Linked DNA regions of Macaca mulatta: region 1 is linked to region 2. Evidence: chromatin contacts called from public Micro-C data. All regions are on one chromosome and are shown on one strand. Each heading gives the region's core, a stretch centred on a gene start, on an enhancer-like site or on the middle of the called end of the contact. The rest is flanking DNA. Distances are from core to core; before and after follow the strand shown.

What was found. Hi-C and Micro-C count contacts between places; a contact is called where the count stands out from the background.
Region 1: a contact with region 2 is called in a Micro-C map of CD4 T cells, with 8 times the contacts expected there. The contact joins the promoter of KIRREL1 here to the promoter of LOC106993005 in region 2. A contact is called at or near these places in 4 of 14 Hi-C or Micro-C datasets (CD4 T cells, cortical neurons, fibroblasts and 1 more).

What each region holds. Positions count from the first base shown.
Region 1 is chr1:108,961,077-108,966,313 of T2T-MMU8v2.0, reverse strand. It overlaps KIRREL1 (kirre like nephrin family adhesion molecule 1), which reads left to right and starts at 2,289. Exons shown (of 15, transcript XM_015112606.3): 1 at 2,289-2,734. The coding sequence starts at 2,683.
Region 2 is chr1:108,855,140-108,860,933 of T2T-MMU8v2.0, reverse strand. It overlaps LOC106993005, which reads left to right and starts at 2,862. Exons shown (of 3, transcript XM_077941657.1): 1 at 2,862-3,303; 2 at 3,306-3,328; 3 at 3,330-3,615. The coding sequence starts at 2,862. The coding sequence ends at 3,488. It overlaps KIRREL1 (kirre like nephrin family adhesion molecule 1), which reads left to right. Exons shown (of 15, transcript XM_015112606.3): 13 at 1-95; 14 at 653-730; 15 at 979-5,794. The coding sequence ends at 1,455.

The DNA.
Region 1 (5,237 bases), core at 1,040-3,539, 110 kb before region 2:
GGCGGGTGGATCACCTGCGGTCAGGAGTTCGAGACCAGCCTGGCCAAGATGGCAAAACGCTGTCTCTACTAAAAATGCAAAAACTAGCCAGGCATGGTGACACACACCTGTAATCTCAGCTACTTGGGAGGCTGAGGCAGGAGAATCTCTTGAACCTGGGAGGTGGAGTTTACAGTGAGCTGAGATCATGCCATGGCACTCCAGCCCAGGTGACAGATCTAAACACCAACTCAAAAAGTTAAAGAATACTAATAATAAAATTAAAGGCCCTCAGGAGATGCTGTGCACAACTGGTGTTGAGGACCACTAGCTGCGGATGAGGTCTATGGGGTCTTAAGCTCTGAGATCTGGGATGCTGGATGACTTATGTGGAAGAGATTCTAGAGACGTGAGTTTGCTATGGACTGAGCTGGTGAGGATTTGGAATTAAAGGAAAGGGGGAGAGAAAAGGGAAGCTAAAGGACCAGAGGAGACAGGCCAGATTGTTGTTTTGGCTCTTAGTGAGCTAGAGAAACTTGGCTCCTCTGTTTCTAGGAACCCTCAGTTCCTTCAGGTCTGTGCCCAAATGTGGCTTTAGCAGAACAGCTTTCTTTGACTACCTGTAAGAACAGTCATTCCTCCTTCTCTCCCTCTCCCTAATCTTTTATCCTGCTTTATTTGTCTCCCATAGCATTTACCATAACCTAGTGTATTTAATATTTTTTCTACTGCCTCTCACTTTCCTCCAGAATGGAACATTAATGAAGGACTTTGTCCTTTTTTTTTTCATTATTGTCTCCCCAAAGCCTAGAATGGTGACTGGAAAATATCAGTCTGGAACTGAAGAAATATCTGTGGAATGTATGATTAATGAATGAACAAATGAAAAGCCCTATGTGTCTGTGTGTTGGTGTCTATCTGTGTACGTTCGGGATTGCAGTCCTATTTCTCTGGTCAAGGTATGGCTCTATTCTTAAACTGTGTTTGCCTGTGTTTTGGAACATATGAAGAATTCTCTGGGTCTGTGCATATGGGGCTTCCGCATATGAACTCGGGTGTTTTCCTGCCTTTCTCTGTCCTCTAGTTGTGTGTGGATGTGTCTGGACCACAGACTGATGTTAGGATCTGCGGAGGAAAGAGGAGCTGTGGCTGCTACACATCAACAGAGGGCACCAGAGAGCCACGCACCTACTTTCAGGGTCAGAAATTAAGAAATCTTGGCGGGGAGTGTTAGATACCCAGGAGATCTGGGATCTGAGAGGAAAGAAGTGGAGACCTCTTTGGACCAACACATTATCGTAAAATTGTGCAATTCCTGCAACTCCTCTGTTCATCCCCAGGGTCTAGACCTCTAGGCGCCCCCAGCCACCCTGTGAGCAGAAGTATCTGGTCACGGATGAGAGGAGGAACTGGTTGCCAAACTGGGCCCTTAAGAAAGCGGAGATCCCTCCTGAATGCTCTCACGCTTCTCAGGAATTCCCTCCCTTCCTAGTTCCTCCATGTCCCTACCCTAAAAGATCTCAAACTCCAGAGTGCTTAGAGATCCTCTGGTGGCTGTCTTCTCCTCTGGCTTGCATTCAGGGAGGTGAGGCCAAGCCTTGGCCCTTCAAAGCCATCCAGTTGGCTACCTTCTCCTTCGGGGTGGGTGGGAGGCTAAGATGAACAAAGAAAGGAGTCAACTGTGCCTCTTCCAGGCCGTTAAGTCCTCCAACGCCTAGCCGTGCTAGACCTTGACTGGGTGAAGCCAAGGCAGGTCAAAGAGACAGCTCCCATTCACCAGCTCGGGCTTTTGTAGGTGGGGAGAGGCATGCATGCCTCTCCCCTCTCCAAGCATTCATTAGTCAATTGAGAATTCTTAATTTGGGGAATCTAGGGGTTAGGCTTTGGGTGTGGAATTTAAAAAGAAAGGTCTTTATGTTTATTTAACTCCCTGCCCCCCACCCCACTCCTAGACACACACACGGAAACACACACACACACACACTCTCTCTCTCTCTCTCCCCCCGCCCCCATCACATCCTCTGAGCTAGAGGCTGATGTCCCTCAGCCCATGTTCCTCCTTCACTGCTTAGTTCCATAGCCTGCGACCAAGATTGCGTCTATAAATGGGAAGGGGTGGGGTGGCCAGGGGTCCTGTTGTGCCTGCCCCAGAACCCACGACGGTCACGTTTTTCACCCCCTTTTGCCTTTGCCCTCAATTCCTTTCTCTCTTTGCTCTCCTTCCATCTCAGTTCCAGCGAGGGGTGTGCATGTGTGCCCGCGCGTTGGGGGAGGCGGGGGCAGGGGGAGGGCTCGTGGAGGGAGGTGCCGTCGGAGGGAGAGTAGACGTCAGGCGGAGGGAGGGAGGGAGAGAGGCAGGCAGGGAGGCAGGGAGGGAGAGAGGGAAGGAAGAGAAGGGGAGAGAATGGGGGAGCAAAGACCGAAAGAGACCCAGAGAGATAAAGCTTGAGAGGAGAAATAATTAAACGGGGTGGGCGACCAGAACGAGAAAAAGGACGGGGAGGAAAGAGAGATAAAGAGAATCGGAGGGCAGGGAAGTGAGTTTGTGCGCGTGAGTGTGTGCGCGCGCGCGTGTGTGTGCAGGGGCGGGCGCGGGCGGGCGGGGGGCGGGCTCCAGGGCTCCCCTCCTCCCCAGCCCGCTCCTCTGGCTCGCTCGCCAACTCCGGGCCCCAGCCGCGGGCGGGCGCACGGCGGGCGGACAGCATGCTGAGCCTCCTCGTCTGGATCCTCACTCTCTCCGATACTTTCTCCCAAGGTAAGGGCCCCCAGCCCGCCCCCGGACGCTCGGCTTCCCCCCGGGGCCAGGGCACTGCTCCCTGCTAGGGGAGTGCTGGGGTGCCCGGCGGCCCGCGGCCAGTCCCTGGGTCCGGACGCCACGAGGCGGGGGCTCGGTCCGGGCTCAGAGCCCTGGGGGAGGGGGCGCTGAGTAACGGGGTCTGGGGAGAATGAGTTTGCCGTTGATTTGCCCAACTTGTTTCCTCTGGCTGCGCGGGAGAACCAAGCATTGGGGCCGCGAGGGCTGGAGGTCCGAGTGAAACCGGGAACCGAACGCTTTCTCTCGCAGCCCTACAGTCCCTCGTCCTCTGAGGCCGGGGTTCCGGACGCTTGAGTCCAGGCTAAGGGGAAGGCTGGAATTTCGAATTTCGGGCTAGGGGGTGAGCGAAAAGCTGAGTCCCACCTCCCGAAGATGTTGCTAAGGGGATTCCCCCTACTCCAGCCCAGCCCCTCGGGGGTCTGAGTCTGAACCACGACTCCAGACTGCCTGGGGCTGCCCCCTCTAGAGGAAGGGAGGGGTGTCTCGGCGCCTCTAGTGGGGATTTGGAACCCCTGCCCGCGGAGGCTCTGGGTGGACAGTGGAGTTCCAAATACAGCTTCAGGCCCGCTTGATACAGTGGGGGGAACTCACGGGAGCGGGGGCGGAGGCGGTGGGGGGAGGGGGCTGACACTCTACTTGGGCTCAGGAAAGTGTTGCTGTCTGGGGCTTATTTGGAACTGGCAGGGGAGAGGCTGGGAGATGAGGGAGGTGGTTGAGAGAGATGAGGATGTCAGTGTATCCTGGGCAGGGCTGGGGTTGGGGGAGGGAAGAGGGCTGAGGGAACCAAGGGTCCAGACTGCAGCAGGGACTGGGGTCTGTGGGAGTTGGTTCTTGCCTGCCAGGTCTGACTCTAAGGAAGACTGAATCCTGCTGAACTCCCTCCCTCCCCAAAAATGGAGCTGACACACAGAAATTGACACACAAACACGGTAAAACATTCACAGACACTGAGACAGACTACTCACCTACTGAGACGGAGACATCCCCACAAACATCCTCCACACTGAGACAGACACATATACACAAAGACACTGAGACATCTGAGGAAGACAGATTCCTCCCCCAGATCGGCACACACTCACGCATTCATCCACCCGAACATTACAAGTATACACAGTACATGTATGCAGGCGTTTACAAGGACAGGACACACGCTCGCACGGAAACCAACCCTCTAGCAAACAAAGAAACTTGAACAGACATTCATATGGGCAGACACCTATGGAGATGTACAGACTGCAGATGGAGGAGGTGGTCTCTTTTAGGGGGTGTCTGGGAATGGATCTGGGTAGAACAGCCTCAGGCATGATTGCCCTGCTCTGTGTTCCCTTCCTGCATTTGTAGGTGGGGTGTTACGCTGGACCTTTCCTCTCCTTGCCAGGTCTCTTCCCAGCTCCGAAGGCAAAGCCTGGCTGAGTTGGTGGGGCCAGTCTTGATTCATCTCTCTGCACAGGGCACCCATGCCCGCCCCCCAGCACACACTATGATATAGGAAGGGCACACATCTGTGGTGTGAGCCAAGAGTGGGAGGTGGTGCTAAGGGAAAGGAGGAGGCCTGGCCCTGGGGTTGGCAGGCCAGGCCAGCCACTTGGCAGAAAGTTGGGAAGATGACTTAAGTTGACTGTTCAGCCAGGCTGTTGGCGTCGGGGAGGAAGGGGGTAGGCCATGGTGGTGGTGGAGGGGGGTCATGGTGGTGGTGGAGGGGGCCCCTGGGTCAGTATTGGTCTATGTTGGGGGCAAGCTTATGTCTGCCCCTTTCTTACAGCCTTACGTGTCAGCAACGTGGATACAAATGAGTGTTAAGGAACAAAAGCAGCAGTTAGCAAATAGGAGAGACATGTGGATTGAATTGGAGACAGAAAGAAGTGTGTGCTGTGTGCCTTTCTCTCTTTGGAAAGGAGTGAGTGGCTAGGGAATGCTGAGCTCCCACTTCTCGGCTCCAACAGGGGTGAAAGCAGGACCTGGTGAAAGTATCTGGGGTGGGGGGAGAGGATACCAGAGAAAAGAAAGGGAGAGACGAGACAGGAGGGGAGGGGAAATCACTAGTGAGTGTTGGGGGAAGCTTGGCAAGGGACTGGGGAGGAGGCAGAGAGGGAAGGAGAAGGGGTCTGGGGAGACTGGGACACACGTGGAGGTGGAGTGCTTGGCAGGACCCCCTTTCCTTAGCCTCCATCCTCAGAAAGGAGTTCTAGGTCAGGGACTGGGGCACGGAGAGAAGAAACGGAGGGGGGCGCTACAAGAGGGAGGAGGGATGATGGTGGGGAAATGGGGGTGGGGGAGTAGGTGTCAGCAGGAAGCCATAGAATTGAGGGGAGCAGAGAGGAGAGGGGAAGGGGAGATACAGCCTAGGCTGAGAAATAAAAATCGCATTTTAAAGAATTTCAATGGGCTTCATCAATTTTCATTTTTCACTAAATAATTTTCTGTATCTTATCTAAATGAA
Region 2 (5,794 bases), core at 1,613-4,112:
CAGTGAACCGAGAGCCACTTACAATGCATTCTGACCGGGAGGATGACACTGCCAGCGTCTCCACAGCGACCCGGGTCATGAAGGCCATCTACTCGGTGAGGGTCCTGCTCCTCGCTGGCCTCCTGCCTTCTCCACCCTCTGAGGAACAGCTCCATCCCAGATCTCTAATAACCGTGGTCATTCTCTCCTTCCTCAAACGGCCTTCCCTGGTCCTGCCACACACACTCTCCCACACTCACACACATACTCTCTCTCTCACACACACCCCAGGCTAGTTTCCTCCAGCAGAGGATAGGCAGCTGGGGTTCTCCAAAGACTTCCTTTGCCCCACAGAGTGTGAAAGTTGGAAGCCCCCAGAGGCTTTCTGGTCCATCTGCCTCATTGCTGAGGTGAGGAAACAGCCCTGGAGGGGGGCAGTGACATATACAAGGTCCCATTACATGTTAGCAACCAAACTAGTGCTCGAACCGAGGTCTCTGGTCTCTTCCCACCACATCCTAGAGCCTCTGCCTAGAGAACCGAGAACTCAAGTCTGCCCTTGACCTCAGACCCCTCCTGTGAGCAGGTGGCCTCTGAGTGTGGGGAGGGGTTGGTGAGAGTCGAAAAGAGCAGGGCTTCTGTCTGCTGACGCCCCACTCCTGCTGCTCTGCAGTCGTTTAAGGATGATGTGGATCTGAAGCAGGACCTGCGCTGCGACACTATTGACACCCGGGAGGAGTATGAGATGAAGGTGGGAAAGGGGGAAGGGGCCAGGGCATGAGGGCTGGTGGACCAGTGGGTTTCTGAGGGCCTGTAGCAGGGAGGTGAGGACAGACTCGGGGAGGAGTGGTTGGGAGGGATTTTGAAGGAGCAGAGGAGGTGGAATGCTAGATGGGGACATAGGGAGAGCCAGAGGAGGAAGCCCAGAAGGCCGTGGTGAGACTTGATCCCCAACCAAGAGGGAACACTGCCTCCATCCTCTTCTCTCATTGCCCCCAGGACCCCACCAATGGCTACTACAACGTGCGCGCCCATGAAGACCGCCCATCTTCCAGGGCAGTGCTCTATGCTGACTACCGTGCCCCTGGCCCTGCCCGCTTCGACGGCCGCCCCTCATCCCGTCTCTCCCACTCCAGCGGCTATGCCCAGCTCAACACCTATAGCCGGGCCCCTGCCTCTGACTATGGCCCTGAGCCCACACCCCCTGGCCCTGCTGCCCCAGCTGGCACCGACACAACCAGTCAGCTGTCCTACGAGAACTATGAGAAGTTCAACTCCCATCCCTTCCCTGGGGCAGCCGGGTACCCCACCTACCGACTGGGCTACCCCCAGGCCCCACCCTCTGGCCTGGAGCGGACCCCATATGAGGCGTATGACCCCATTGGCAAGTACGCCACAGCCACTCGATTCTCCTACACCTCCCAGCACTCGGACTACGGCCAGCGATTCCAGCAGCGCATGCAGACTCACGTGTAGGGGCCAGAGCCTGGCTGGGGCATCTCTGCGGGGCAGAGGAGAAGGCTTTCACAGCTGTTCCCTGATATTCAGGGGCATTGCTCATTGCTCCCTTCTCGGACCAGCCTTCTTCCTCCCACCGTGGCAGGTGGGGAGCAGGTCTCCCAGAAACACCCCGTCCCGAGGATGGTGCTCTTTGCATGCCCCAGCCTCCTGGGCCTGCCCTTCCCTCTTCTTCGGGAGGATGTGTCTCTTCTGACCTGCACTCTTGCCTGACCCTAGAATGGGGACAGGGAAAGTGAAGGTTAGGGAGAGCAGAGGGGGCACTTTTTAGCATTCCCTTTCTATCCCACCCCTCTGATCTCCCATAAGTGGAAATGGGGGTACCCAGGGTGGGCAGGCTTTGGCCTAGGGACATGAAGTATGGGAGTGGGTGGCTGTGGCACAGACAGGTGGAAAACAGGATAGCCTGGCCAGTCCCTGTGTTGTTTGCATTCGTGCCCTGGGTGCATCTCTCCTTCCTCAGGGTACTGCAGAAGGGAGCTTGGATTTATGTTCGCTCTTGTCTACAGAACAGCCCTGGCACTGCATTCAAATCCAGCCTTCATTCAGCTGGGATCAAAATGCCAGTCACCTTGGCCCACTGTGGACAGCTGTCTGTCAGCATGCAGAGGGATCCAGGAATCCCCGGCAGCACTGCCCGCTTTCCTTCTCGTCTATGCTGGGCCAGCCAGATAAGTCAGGGTCCTGGTGGAGAAAGAAAGGCCAGGACCATGTCCTGATTGACCCAGAGACCGCTGTGTGCTGCGCAGCAGTTTCCAGAACCAACACTAGAGGGAGCCACACAGGTCTCCTCTCCCCAGTCTGCCCCACTTCCTGGCTTTAACTCTTGAGCTGGTTTGAGGAGTGGTGAGGTAGGGGTGGGGGGTGCTGTATAATTTTTCAAAGGAAACAAAAAACAATGAAAACCTCATTTGGGAAGAAAAGATGTAGGGATTCCCCCACCCAAATACAAGTCCCATTGGAAAGGAAAGGTGGTACCTATTCTTCTCCATGGGGTTTCTAACACCCTCCATTATTCTTTCAGTCTCCAAGCACTTTGAATCCATTTTTAAACATTCAGGTTGCCAGACCTGTCACACAGCGGGCTCCGATAGGGTTAGGGAGGGGGCCTGGCTCTCCGGCTCTACTCTCCTACCCTAGGTACCATCAGTTGGTTGGAGGCCACTTTCCAGGGGGTGTGGGAGACAGGTTTTGGTTTTTTAAGTGTCTTTTTTTTTTTTCTTGGACCAATCAGATTCCTTCTTCCACTTTCAGTGCCTTGAGTGTCAAGCTTTGGATGACCGACCCTACGTGGGCGGTTGTGCAGGGAGCGGGTACTTGTGAGCCTCGGACACACTGTTAAGTGTTACAGTGTTAGGAGAGAGATGGGTGAGGGGACCTGGAGAGGTAAGGGGCCTGGAAATGGCCCTGACAGAGAACTTGTGCTGACCGGGAGAAGGTGGCGCGGAAGGGCACCACAGGCATTCCACGGGCCATTCCTCCTCCTCCATGTGCACGCACATCCAACACACACCTTCCATGTGACTGCTTCTCAGCCACCACCTTCTGACCAAAGAGAACAGGAGCTCCAAGGAGAACCTGTACCCCTGCCCCAGCCACGCCTCCCTAAGAAGCAGTGTCTGGAGTTGCCTGTTTCCCACCTCCCCAACTGCATGTGCAGCCCAGTGGTAGGCAGGGCCTCTGGTGCAGTTCCCAAAATGTTCCTCGCCCTTTCTCCGTGGTCACCATTCATAACTCATGTTCGCTTTAATGAGTTACATGCTTATCAGCCACAGGCCATTACCGCCCTTACAGATGGGTCTGGGGGCGACATTCCTGGCCAACCCCTTGCTAGGAAGGACCAGATGATACCCAGGAAGCAAGTAGCTCTGGTTTTAACCTCGCAGGAAGCCTCTGCATCCTCCCTCGTTTCAGCAGGGAAAAATCCTGTGGACTGGGCCCTACCTGGGGCATTTACAGGCTTCCAGCTGTATTCCATCCCTGGAAGCTGATACCTTTCTATAGAGTCCTTTTATGAGAGCTCAGTGGGAAGGTCTGTCAAGAAATTCAGGTTCTTGTACAGACAAATTCATGCAAATTTATATTATTTTCACAAAAACCAGAAGCCATGGGTAATCCAAAGACTTAAAGTCTAAAGATGGTGGCTTTTTAAACATGAACATTCCAAAAAAATCGTTCTTGTTTTGGGTTTGGCTAGATTCTCTTATTTGTCCCTTTTTGGCTTAAGTATCAGTTTCATTCTACTGAAATGATGGAGAGAGGGCCTAAGGCTACTAGGTAATTGAGCTAATGGTGCAGGGAAAATGGTTGAGAAAGGAAGCCTAGTTTTCAGAAGCCTGACACAGAGCTAGTTCACTGTTCTCTATTCCTTAACACATTAACCAGAGCCTCTTGGGTGTCAAGCAGGCACCCAGGAAGGCACAGGGAAGCATCAGCAACCAAGGTCGTCTCTGCCCTCTGTAACTGACATGTTGGTGCCGTCAGAATCTGAATTGGAACCTACCTGAAGGGCCCAGTGGAATAGCTCTTCTGGGGAGTGGAAGGCATCCTTGATCACAGAGCTTTGCTGTTGAATCCTGGAGTCCTGCAACATGGCGGTGCCTCCGTAGTTGGTGATCCTGATCACCTTTGACGGCTTGTTTTAGTGGAAAGAGCAAGGGACTAGAGGTCAGGAGACCCAGGACCCAGTCCTGAAGCTGCCAAGGTTAGATCTTGGCCTAACTTTCTGTTCATTGCCCCCAATTTGTCTGGCCTGTAAAATGAAGGGGGAGAGTTGCACAAACCTAAAACTATTCTGGTTTTGTTATACCCATTGTGCTGCCAGTAGGGGTGGGACTGCCCATTGCTGGCAAGGAACTGGGAACAGTAGCAAGCATGGTGAGTGCTGGGGAGCTGGTCGGGGGGTTCTCTCCTGTTCGAAGAAGCAGCTTTCACCATGGGCTTCATTATCTTGTCAGACGTGTTGTGAATTAGTTTCCACCAGGGACCCCTTTATCCCAAACAACAACACAAAACACACCCTAAGCCTCAGAGTAAAGTTGATGTGGGGCTATCCTTTGGCTATTGGGTCATCTGTGCTGCTCCCCACTCATTTCTGATTGGTTTGCAAACGTGTCTTTTGCCAGGGCAGGGCATAGTATGCACATAGGCATATTATGTGCCTAGGTTTCAGGCACTGCTTCTGTAAGGGAAAATGGGAGTAGCCTTCCTCCACCCTGATCCTTAGGAACGTTCCTCCGGCCCAGGGACAGCTTGCTCTTCTTACCAAACAGGTGAAGCCTGCAGTCCAAGGTGCCTGGAGCCAGAGGTCGGGGAGTATGCACAGCTGCTCCCGCCTGAGAAGGAGCAGCTTGCAAGGGGAGCCAGTGGAGGGAAAGGGGTACAACAGTTTTGGAATACATTCTGGATCTTGAAAAGGATCTTGTGATTTTGGCTGAGCCATGGTCACTTCCCTCGTAAAGGGCCCGCCCTATATCCTAAATTCTGGATCCCTCAAAGTCCAGCCACAGAATTTGCATGAAGCAAAAAGCCTAGTCAGTGAGAAAGGCAAGGGTCCAAGATGGGAGCAGTGCTGTGCTCTCATCACTGTCTTGCTTGGAGTGAAAATGTTCATGTGAGCACCCTGTCTTCAGGCAGTGTGCTCTCCCCTTATCCCAGCAGGGCTACTTTCCTCTTCACTCTGAGGGGAGCTTTAGCTGCTTTCAAAATGGAGCACGTTGCACTGGAGTTTCGTGCCCTCTCGTTAACCTGTCAGGAGCCACAGTCCCAGGCTCCATAAAACGGAATCGATGTCTCAGTATACATGACCCACGTTCATAGCAATGTTCAGCCATTTGGGTTTGAAGAAAGCCGCATTAAAGCCAAGACCCCATTTGGAGCGAACTGTCTTGTTCTTTGCTGTGTGGAAGGTTCTGTCCCCACAGCTAAGCTCCAGTTCCTCCCCAAGCATCCTGGCCTCAGAAATCCTGGCTTCCCCAAGTTAGTGCTGTCTGACCTGAGCCAGGCCACCGCTTGGTGCCTCTGCAGGCCACTGTGCATGTTGATAATCGCCCAAAAGGATTAGTGAAGCTCCTGACCCTGGCAAGGCCGTAATGAACACTGAAGTGCACAGGCCAAGGGATGTAATTGAAAGGCATTTATTTTTGTGAAGACGCTATAAAATTAGCATTTAAATATCCCATTCCCTTCTCTTGGCCTCCTCCTATCCCCCTATGGTATTGCTCCTCCTCTCCTCAAGGCCAGGCTTTTTGTGAAAGGCATTGGCTCACCTTTGTCAGCGTGGTCCCGATGCTCACTT